2 separate regions of the Mus musculus genome follow, and region 1 is linked to region 2. Evidence: chromatin contacts called from public Hi-C data. All regions are on one chromosome and are shown on one strand. Each heading gives the region's core, a stretch centred on a gene start, on an enhancer-like site or on the middle of the called end of the contact. The rest is flanking DNA. Distances are from core to core; before and after follow the strand shown. Region 1 holds the start of Pdzd2 (PDZ domain containing 2). Region 2 overlaps Pdzd2 (PDZ domain containing 2).

Region 1 (3,777 bases), core at 499-2,998, 120 kb after region 2:
AGACCCAGCAAACCACAGGTGCTCCAAATGATTGAAATGAATAGAGGAATTATCATACGTTTCCTTAAATAGTAAACTGCCGTAAGTGCATCCAAAATCAATTTCAATGATAGATGTAAAGCGCCATTCAATATCCTTTTTCTTTTTCTAGGCGGTTATTAACTATGCCAAGGGGATGCATTTATATACCTCACATGGTTCTGATTTTTTTCCCAACACCTACCAGCCCTGCTACTCCTACCCGGTAACACACCACACAAGCTCACACCACGGTGTAGCTTTTATAGTAGCAGCAGTTCCTGGCTCATCCAAATAGAAGAAGAAATTCATGGAGCTAGAACAACCACCCACAGCCAGGGGTGTGCTCTGAGAGATTTTATTCCGCCCTCACAAGCAGTCCTCCCACACCACACCTGCCAGCGTGTACCTACCTGGCTCCCACCCAGAAGGCACGGGCCAGAAAAAGCTGACCCAGTAGAAACAGTCGAGACCCTATCGCCCAAGCCTGGAGCAGAGATGAATGTGGGAGGTTCCTCCCCCCCCCCCCCCCCAAGAGAAGTGCTGTGAAGATTCAGGGGTGTGTCTGCAAGAGAAACTCACTTTCTTTGGTCACTCCACAACCACTTAACCTTCAGGAGCTTCATTGTGACTTGTCAAGCAAAACCCATGGAAGAGGCAAGCCCCAGCTCAGGCCTCCACAATGCCCAAATCTCCAGTATATGCCTGGACTCTGGAATGCCCCAGTGTCCGACTTTCCAGTGTTTGCCACCAGCACATGCCAGACCTGGTGTGACTCCAGGGTCCCTTATCAAGAGCTATGCAGAGAGCAGGGCTGCTGAAGGGCCGCTGGTAAACTTCTGTCCAGGGTCCTAGATGCTCCCCCCACCACAATTCAGTCTTGTGCTTCATTGGGAAAGGCGGGCAGGTGGTTTTTTTTTTGGGGGGGGGGACTTCAGGAAGAAATACTTTCCTACTGGAACATCCCTTATCTCCCTGGCAGATGACATTAAACCCCCAAAGATGCCCTTGCTCTTCATGCGGACTCTTTCTCGCGCCACTTAGTGGGCAGGGGGGTTAGCGAGAGATGAAGCGCGGGAGGATGGTCCTTAAAACAGTAACTGGCTAAGGTAGAGAGACAAACCAACACACTGGGATAAGGATTCTTGGCCCGATTTAGGCGTCCCAGGCAAGGCGCCTCCGGTTATCCCGCTGTCTCCATCTCGCTCCGCCCAACCTCTCTCCTCCACTGTGCCCCTCTTACCTCCCACTAGAAGGAAGAGGAGTTTGCGCCACCTAACGCGGGGACCCACTTGGGTGCCCTCACTCGCCTCTTTGCTTGAACTGGGATCCCCACACCCGATTGTCACTGAACTTTCTCCAGCGCACACCGTCTTGGGGTTATCGAGCTCAGCTACCCCGCTAGCCCACCCGAAGCCCCACCCCCGTCGCGGCTGCGGCGCCAGGTCTCTTCACCTGTTCGCGGATCGGCGGAGGCTCGAGCCGCTCCTGGAGCGTCCAGACTCAGGCGCCGCCCGGCGGTGCCGGCGCAGCTACCGCCGCCCCTGCCACCACCACCACCGGTGCTGTTGCCGCGCCTGCCGGGAGAAGCCGCGCCGCAGGGGTTTGCTGGTTGCCGCCGGAGGCGCGATCCCGAGCGTCTTGCGATCGGTGGGGCGCTTGGAGGGCGCCCGCCGCAGCCGCCCCGCCGCGTCCCACTGCCCGCCGCTAGTACGCACTGGCGCTGGGAGTGAGCTTCTCGCTGCGCAGCGCAGGGATGCTCCGAGCCTCCAGAATGGGCGGGGATTCCTTCCCTCTGCTGGATCCGAGGGGCGGGAACTACCTTCCCGGAGTGACAGGCCCAGGGGGCGGGGATTCCCCTGCAGGAATGACAAGGTGGGCGGGGATTCCCCCGAGCAAGCCCCTGAGCGGGGAGGACCGCTCTCCCAGGGAAACAGCAGTCCTAGTGCGCCGGCTTCCTGGGGATCCTGGGAGGAACCGATCCAGGGAGACTGCGGCTCAGAAACGCCATGTAGGCAGGGCTTGGGGCGCCATCTAGGTGGAAGAACTAGAGCTAGGAGGTTTAATTTCCTTTTGCATAGCACTTAACATAGCACATAGCGGAGAAAAATGTCAATTGCCTTATCAGAGATTGGGTGGGGAGGCCCAGGGAGACCGGAGAAAAGCCAACCATCCATCCACTGGCCTCTGGTCCTTAGGATACTTAATATAGTCTTGGTATGAGCATTCCTCGGGAGAGAGAACCTCTTTGCGTCTTAAGAACCTCAGAGCTGTTAATCCTTCAATTAAGCCGCTAGAGGAAATTCCATGGGCCCCAGGATGGAGGATTTGGACGTTGTGAACCTCCTTCTGAGTGAACCTCAAGAGCTAAGGCCAACTGCCCTTCGTTTTATTCCAGGTCACTGGGAAAACGGGAGCCTCTAGCTTTTTGGATGCTTCATCCCACAGATTTTCAGGAAGTCTTCAAATATTTTTGGTTCCCTTTTTTTTTTTTTTTTTTTTTTTGTCATCCTTGTCATTCTGCCTACCACAGGGAGAGGACGATAAGAACATAATAGGGAGACCGCACGGCTCTGCAAATTAAGCTCTCTTGAGAGGAAAAAGCTGGTCTTTTTCAAGTGCTGGCAGATAAGGGTAAAAACATAGGAAAAATTACAAACCTCGGGATCATGAGTTGGTGAATAATGCTTTTGACATTTTCTGCAGAACAGTAATTGGAAATCTTTTGCTTTGAGGGAGGTGAGGATACGTTGGAGCATGGCTAGGCTCTAGATTTGCCCAGCAAAGCATTAAGAGCTGCTCTCTTGGAAGAGCAGCTACGTCACCTGCAGCCCTCATGGAGTGTCCCTCAGCACCAGAGACCAGAGTAGACCCAAGGCGTTTCTAGATAGTATTTTCAGCAAGTGTTGGGGTTCTTGGATTCAGCTTTTCCTTGGCGTTTATAATTCCCAATCCACAGAGATCAATGTCTATACAAATCCAGGCCTGGGTATTATAAACGGCAGTCTTCACCGCCTGAAAGCTTCTCCTCCTGTCTATAGAGAAAACCCTTACCATGCAGAACGGAGCAGTGGATTGTTCTGTGTAGCGCTTAGGAGGTGTTCAATGAAATAGGCACCATTGCCTAGAAAGGTGTTATTAGGATGCCACTAAAAATCCTCCCACAATTATGCAGTGCTATCTGTTTGTTCAGCGATCCCAGGCTCAGCTGCCACCACCCCCTCCCAATCTCAGGAGCCATGAAGAGGCCACCTGTGTCTTTTAAGCCTCTGTACTCCCCACCTGGCACAGCGCTGCTATGCATCCAGCTCGCAACTGAATATGCAAATGGTCACCACTCCAAAGGTTCTCATTGCTCCCTCTCACTCAGCCGGTTCCAGTCCTTCCAGCCCGCTCTGTGCTCCAACAAGAAGAGTGTTTCTTTTGTCAGAAGGACACTCTCCCTTTCCAGGCTCTACTGAGATCCCTCACAACACAAGCATCAGGTGCCCTCTTCCTCCTCATCTGCTACAAAAGTAGCACTTCATTCATGACAACAGAGCCCTTCCCAGGTGTGCTAAGTTGAGGAGCTGGGAGTACGTGGAAGCAAAAAACAGATCTTAGGATGTTTCTAAAGTTCAGTGCATCATGGTGTCCAGTCAAATAGCCAGCCTCTCTAAAACACGAACAAAAGCAAAGCGAGCTACTACTAGTGTGTTGGGGAGACGACTCACTTGCCATGCAATCGTAAGGATCTGGGTTTGAATCTCCGGACCCCAA
Region 2 (3,764 bases), core at 367-2,866:
AGTTCTACCTCCCTTTTCTTCCACTTCCTACGAATTCTCTGTATGAGAGACTTTGGAGTATAGCGTGAATGTTGGCATTCCTGATATGCCGATATACAATGGCTCTCACTTTCTAACCCAGAGACTGCATCTCAAGACCACCTGATACCATCAAGTCCTCTGTCTCTGAGCATGATGGAGCTGGACAAGAAGACTTGTCAACTAAATGGCCTTCTCAAGCAGACCATGGATAAGACATTATCTGTAGTATGGGCTGGCTCCTGATGGTGGTTTCCCACCTCTGCTTCTGTGGCTGCCCTGGTTCATTGGTGACTAACAAGGAGGACTGACTCTACAGATATGAGGATTCTGAAAAACCAGAAGGGGGCCCTTTGAGAAAATGTGTTCAGGAAACTATGGAAAAGGGCAAACTCTAATTCCAAGGCTTGTTTGTCAATCTTCTGAGACAGGTAGGATCTAACATGTTAACTAACATCTTCCAGTGTCGTTCGTTCCTGTGATGTCAAAAGTTCCCCTTGATGTGTAAACTGAAACCAAGAAGTAAGAGGCCATAGTTCCAACTCTACTCCTCCGCAGTACCACCAGAACAAAGTACAAGCACCTTCATTGATTTAGACACTGTGTTTCTTTATCATTGTGCTCCTTAAGGAAGGGTTCTGGTATCTTTAAAATAGTGCATTTGATAGACATTCATACAATCTAACATCATTACTAAAAGACTGAAAAAAAAAACTTGATGCACAGTGGGGGGATGCAAAGATCCCAGTCGAAGGAGTGACAAAACAGTCGTCCTTTAAACCAGTGGCTCTCAACCTTCCTAAGGCTGTGACCCGTCAACACAGTTCCTCATGCTGTTGTGACCCCCGACCAGAAAATCATTTTCACTGCTACTTCATAACTTTAATCTTGCTATGACTCATAATGTAAACATCTGTGTTTTCTGATGGTCTCAGGCGACCCCCATGAAAGGGCTGTGCGACTCCCAAAGGGGTCCGCAAACCTCCAGGTTGAGAACCGCTGCCTTAAACGCATGGTCGCTCCTACTCTAGGTGACCTTTACCGTGGCACACAGTTGACCTTGCACCCTTTTCTTTTGTTTACTCTTGTTCTCAATGGTGAGGAAATGATGTCATACTTTTCAGGTTTGGAGCTGGCTCTGCTACCTGTGCTCGCCCACTTGTTGAATAAGATTTCCTGTCTGTGGACCCTGGCCAGTCCAGCAGCAGATCTGCCAGGCCTGGTGACCTAACTCCACATCCTCTGTGTCTTCACACGTGCAAGTTCACATCAACTCTGGTGGCCCTGGAATCTGCCAACACCTCCCTTCCCCTGAGCCCGGGGTGTAACAGGCTAATCATCTCGATGCTCCCCTCCTCCAGTAGTGTGCACAGGCTCTGTGTTGCTAATGATGCTGCCGATGAGTGTAGGGATAACGGACAGCTATGCACAGGATAAACCAAGAAGACACACTGCAGCAGCATCCTTACAGACTGAGACCCTGCTAAAGCTCTCGGCAGTGGTACAGACATTAAAATAGTAACAGTCTGTGTAGCGCTGCTTCCTCTTTTGTCAGAGGCGGAGCCATGGAGCTACAGATCACCACGAAGGTTCTCCACGTATAAACAGCAAATAGGTTAGACGCATCCCAAGCGTAACACAAGATCCTGCTTATTTGCACAACCGAGCGATTCCTCCTTTTACAAATTGCATCACTGCAGTGCTTCCATAAATAGCCGGCCTCCCTAATGACTCAATCACAAACTCTTCTTTAAAAAAAAAAAAGCATGCATTTCTTTTTTCAAGATCACAACTCCCACAAAAAAAATATGCGGTGCAATTAAAAATGAAAAAAATTTGTAAGTAAGTGAAAAGACAAGAAAAAAACCCCTAGAGCTGAGAGAACTCGGAGTATCTTGATGGTTTTGCTAAAGCTCTGAGAAACCATCCTGGCTTGGTGCTCTGCAAGCCAAGCATCCCTCGGACCCCACGTGTGGACAGTGCTCCAAGCTGCTGGGTTCTGTCTGGGGCAGGTTCATCCGTTACTATCATTGCTTATTCTTAGCATCTCCCTCAGGATGGCCTAATCCAAGAAATCCCGTGACCCCCAGATCAAAGTGAGTGAGAGTCCACTCTGAGCTCCTTGTGAATTCTCTGTTGTTCATTCCTGATCCTTCCAGATAGTCCACAACAGCCAATGAATGAGACTCTAGAACTAGGATAGGGGAAATCCAGGGTTACCTGGACAGCCACTCCTTATAGATCTCCTATCCCAGACAGATAGGCCTCCAGACCCTTTCTTCCATTTCAGAAGCCTGTCTTAGTGGCAATGGAAATGCTTCCTGAGAGGAAACACAGAGAATCCTATTCAGCAGGCTCTATTAGTGCCCATTGTGTGACAGTCTCTGAGCCTGGCTTAGGAAGGCTTGCTATAAACCTGTGAGCGACGGGAGAGACACAGTGGTGACAGACCCCGAGCCCGTGACACCATCACGTTGGCTTAAGAAGCTTTGATAAAACCAAATTCTCTGCCGTTTTCTTCTTCATCCTTTTTTACTTCCACAAACAGACCCGGCTCCCAACGTGACCTACTTTCCCTTCCTTTGTGCCTATGCAGAACTGACAGAGCTATTTCTTTAGCCTAATACTATCAGCGACATGCTTTTCATCTTTAGGAAAAGAAAGGCCTGCGTCCATCTGCCAGAGGCCACAAGTGTCAGCGAAAAGACCGACCATGACTGAGGAGTTATGGCAACTTCGCTGGAAGACTTGCATGAGAAAAACAAACAAACAAAAAACAAAACAGCAACGAAATCTAGATCTTGACCTTTGGAGAGAGTTCACGTTTAGTTGAAAGTGTTCAACAAGAATCAAGATGTTATTAATGAACTAAGTGGCTGCAAGCTTTCTCTAATAGCCTAAGACCTCTTCCTCCAGTAGCCGTGGCTGGGCCTGGAGTCCTGCCACACTGTGACCCGCTCAGCTCTTCCAAACTCTGCATTGTGCATTAAAAATTAATTGCCCTCTTCCAAGTCTTCAGAGACTCAGAACATGGCAGGTTTTTAAAGGACAAGGAAGAAAGCTATAAAAATAAGGCTCAAGTGCTCCGTTTGGATAGAAACCTGGTGCTATTAGTCAAAATTAAGTTGGTATTGACTTTACCTTCTATTTTTACCTTGGAGGTTGTGCGCCTTTCAATGTTTGATCTGTGTCCCTCTTCAACACTGAGACTCCAAATTACAAGTGGTAACTGAGAGGCAAGCACTCGCTCGTGACGTTGGAAATGTCACTGTTGGCCTGAAACTCTGGCACTCCGTGGGGCTCAGAGCTTCTCTTTAATCCTCTGGGAGGAGAACAGAGCCTGTTCTGAGTTTACTAGACAGACTTCAAAGGTGACACACCTGTAGCCTTGAGAGTCACTTGCATTTACTCCTAGCCCGGGTAGCTCAGCCACACGATCTCCAGGCTGTCCAGTCGAGTCAGCATATTAACGCTGTGTGGAGTGGGACTCAGCAGCTTCATAGCCCACAGGGATGTAAGATGCACACCTCGAGGCTTCCATGTAAACCTCATTCCATCCCTGCAGCTGGTAAATAGGTCATCCTTGCACTCATTCATGCTGTGTTTACCATTACCTTGGGGGTAGCCCTGTGCACGGTACTGAGATGATCTACCCATCATCAATGAACATAAGGAATAGAGAAAGTCTAGGACACATTTGCGTCTCCACCATCATTTCTCTCTGCGTGGAACCCCACTGAGTCCCT

Evidence for each region. Hi-C and Micro-C count contacts between places; a contact is called where the count stands out from the background.
Region 1: a contact with region 2 is called in a Hi-C map of cerebral cortex, with 2.9 times the contacts expected there. The contact joins the promoter of Pdzd2 here to the enhancer-like site in region 2. A contact is called at or near these places in 7 of 39 promoter capture datasets (cranial neural crest, embryonic stem cells, frontonasal cranial neural crest and 4 more), 1 of 15 datasets of contacts at CTCF or cohesin (CD8 T cells), 11 of 484 Hi-C or Micro-C datasets (the G1E-ER4 cell line, cerebral cortex, embryonic fibroblasts and 6 more), 13 of 115 datasets of contacts at active chromatin or transcription factors (CD8 T cells, SST interneurons, craniofacial prominence and 7 more) and 4 of 9 other capture datasets (adipose tissue, embryonic stem cells, liver and 1 more).

Annotation. Positions count from the first base shown.
Region 1 is chr15:12,738,144-12,741,920 of GRCm38.p6, forward strand. It overlaps Pdzd2 (PDZ domain containing 2), which reads right to left and starts at 1,749. Exons shown (of 26, transcript NM_001081064.2): 1 at 1,474-1,749.
Region 2 is chr15:12,616,200-12,619,963 of GRCm38.p6, forward strand. All of the region lies in intron 2 of Pdzd2 (PDZ domain containing 2), which reads right to left. Among named protein-coding and RNA genes, the nearest start is that of Gm41273, 34 kb to the right of the region's middle. Within about 2 kb of position 1,617, at least 50 of the 459 cell types and tissues checked have an H3K27ac peak or open chromatin away from gene starts, as enhancers often do. A contact at or near this core is called in CD8 T cells, SST interneurons, cerebral cortex and 3 more, where this site is marked.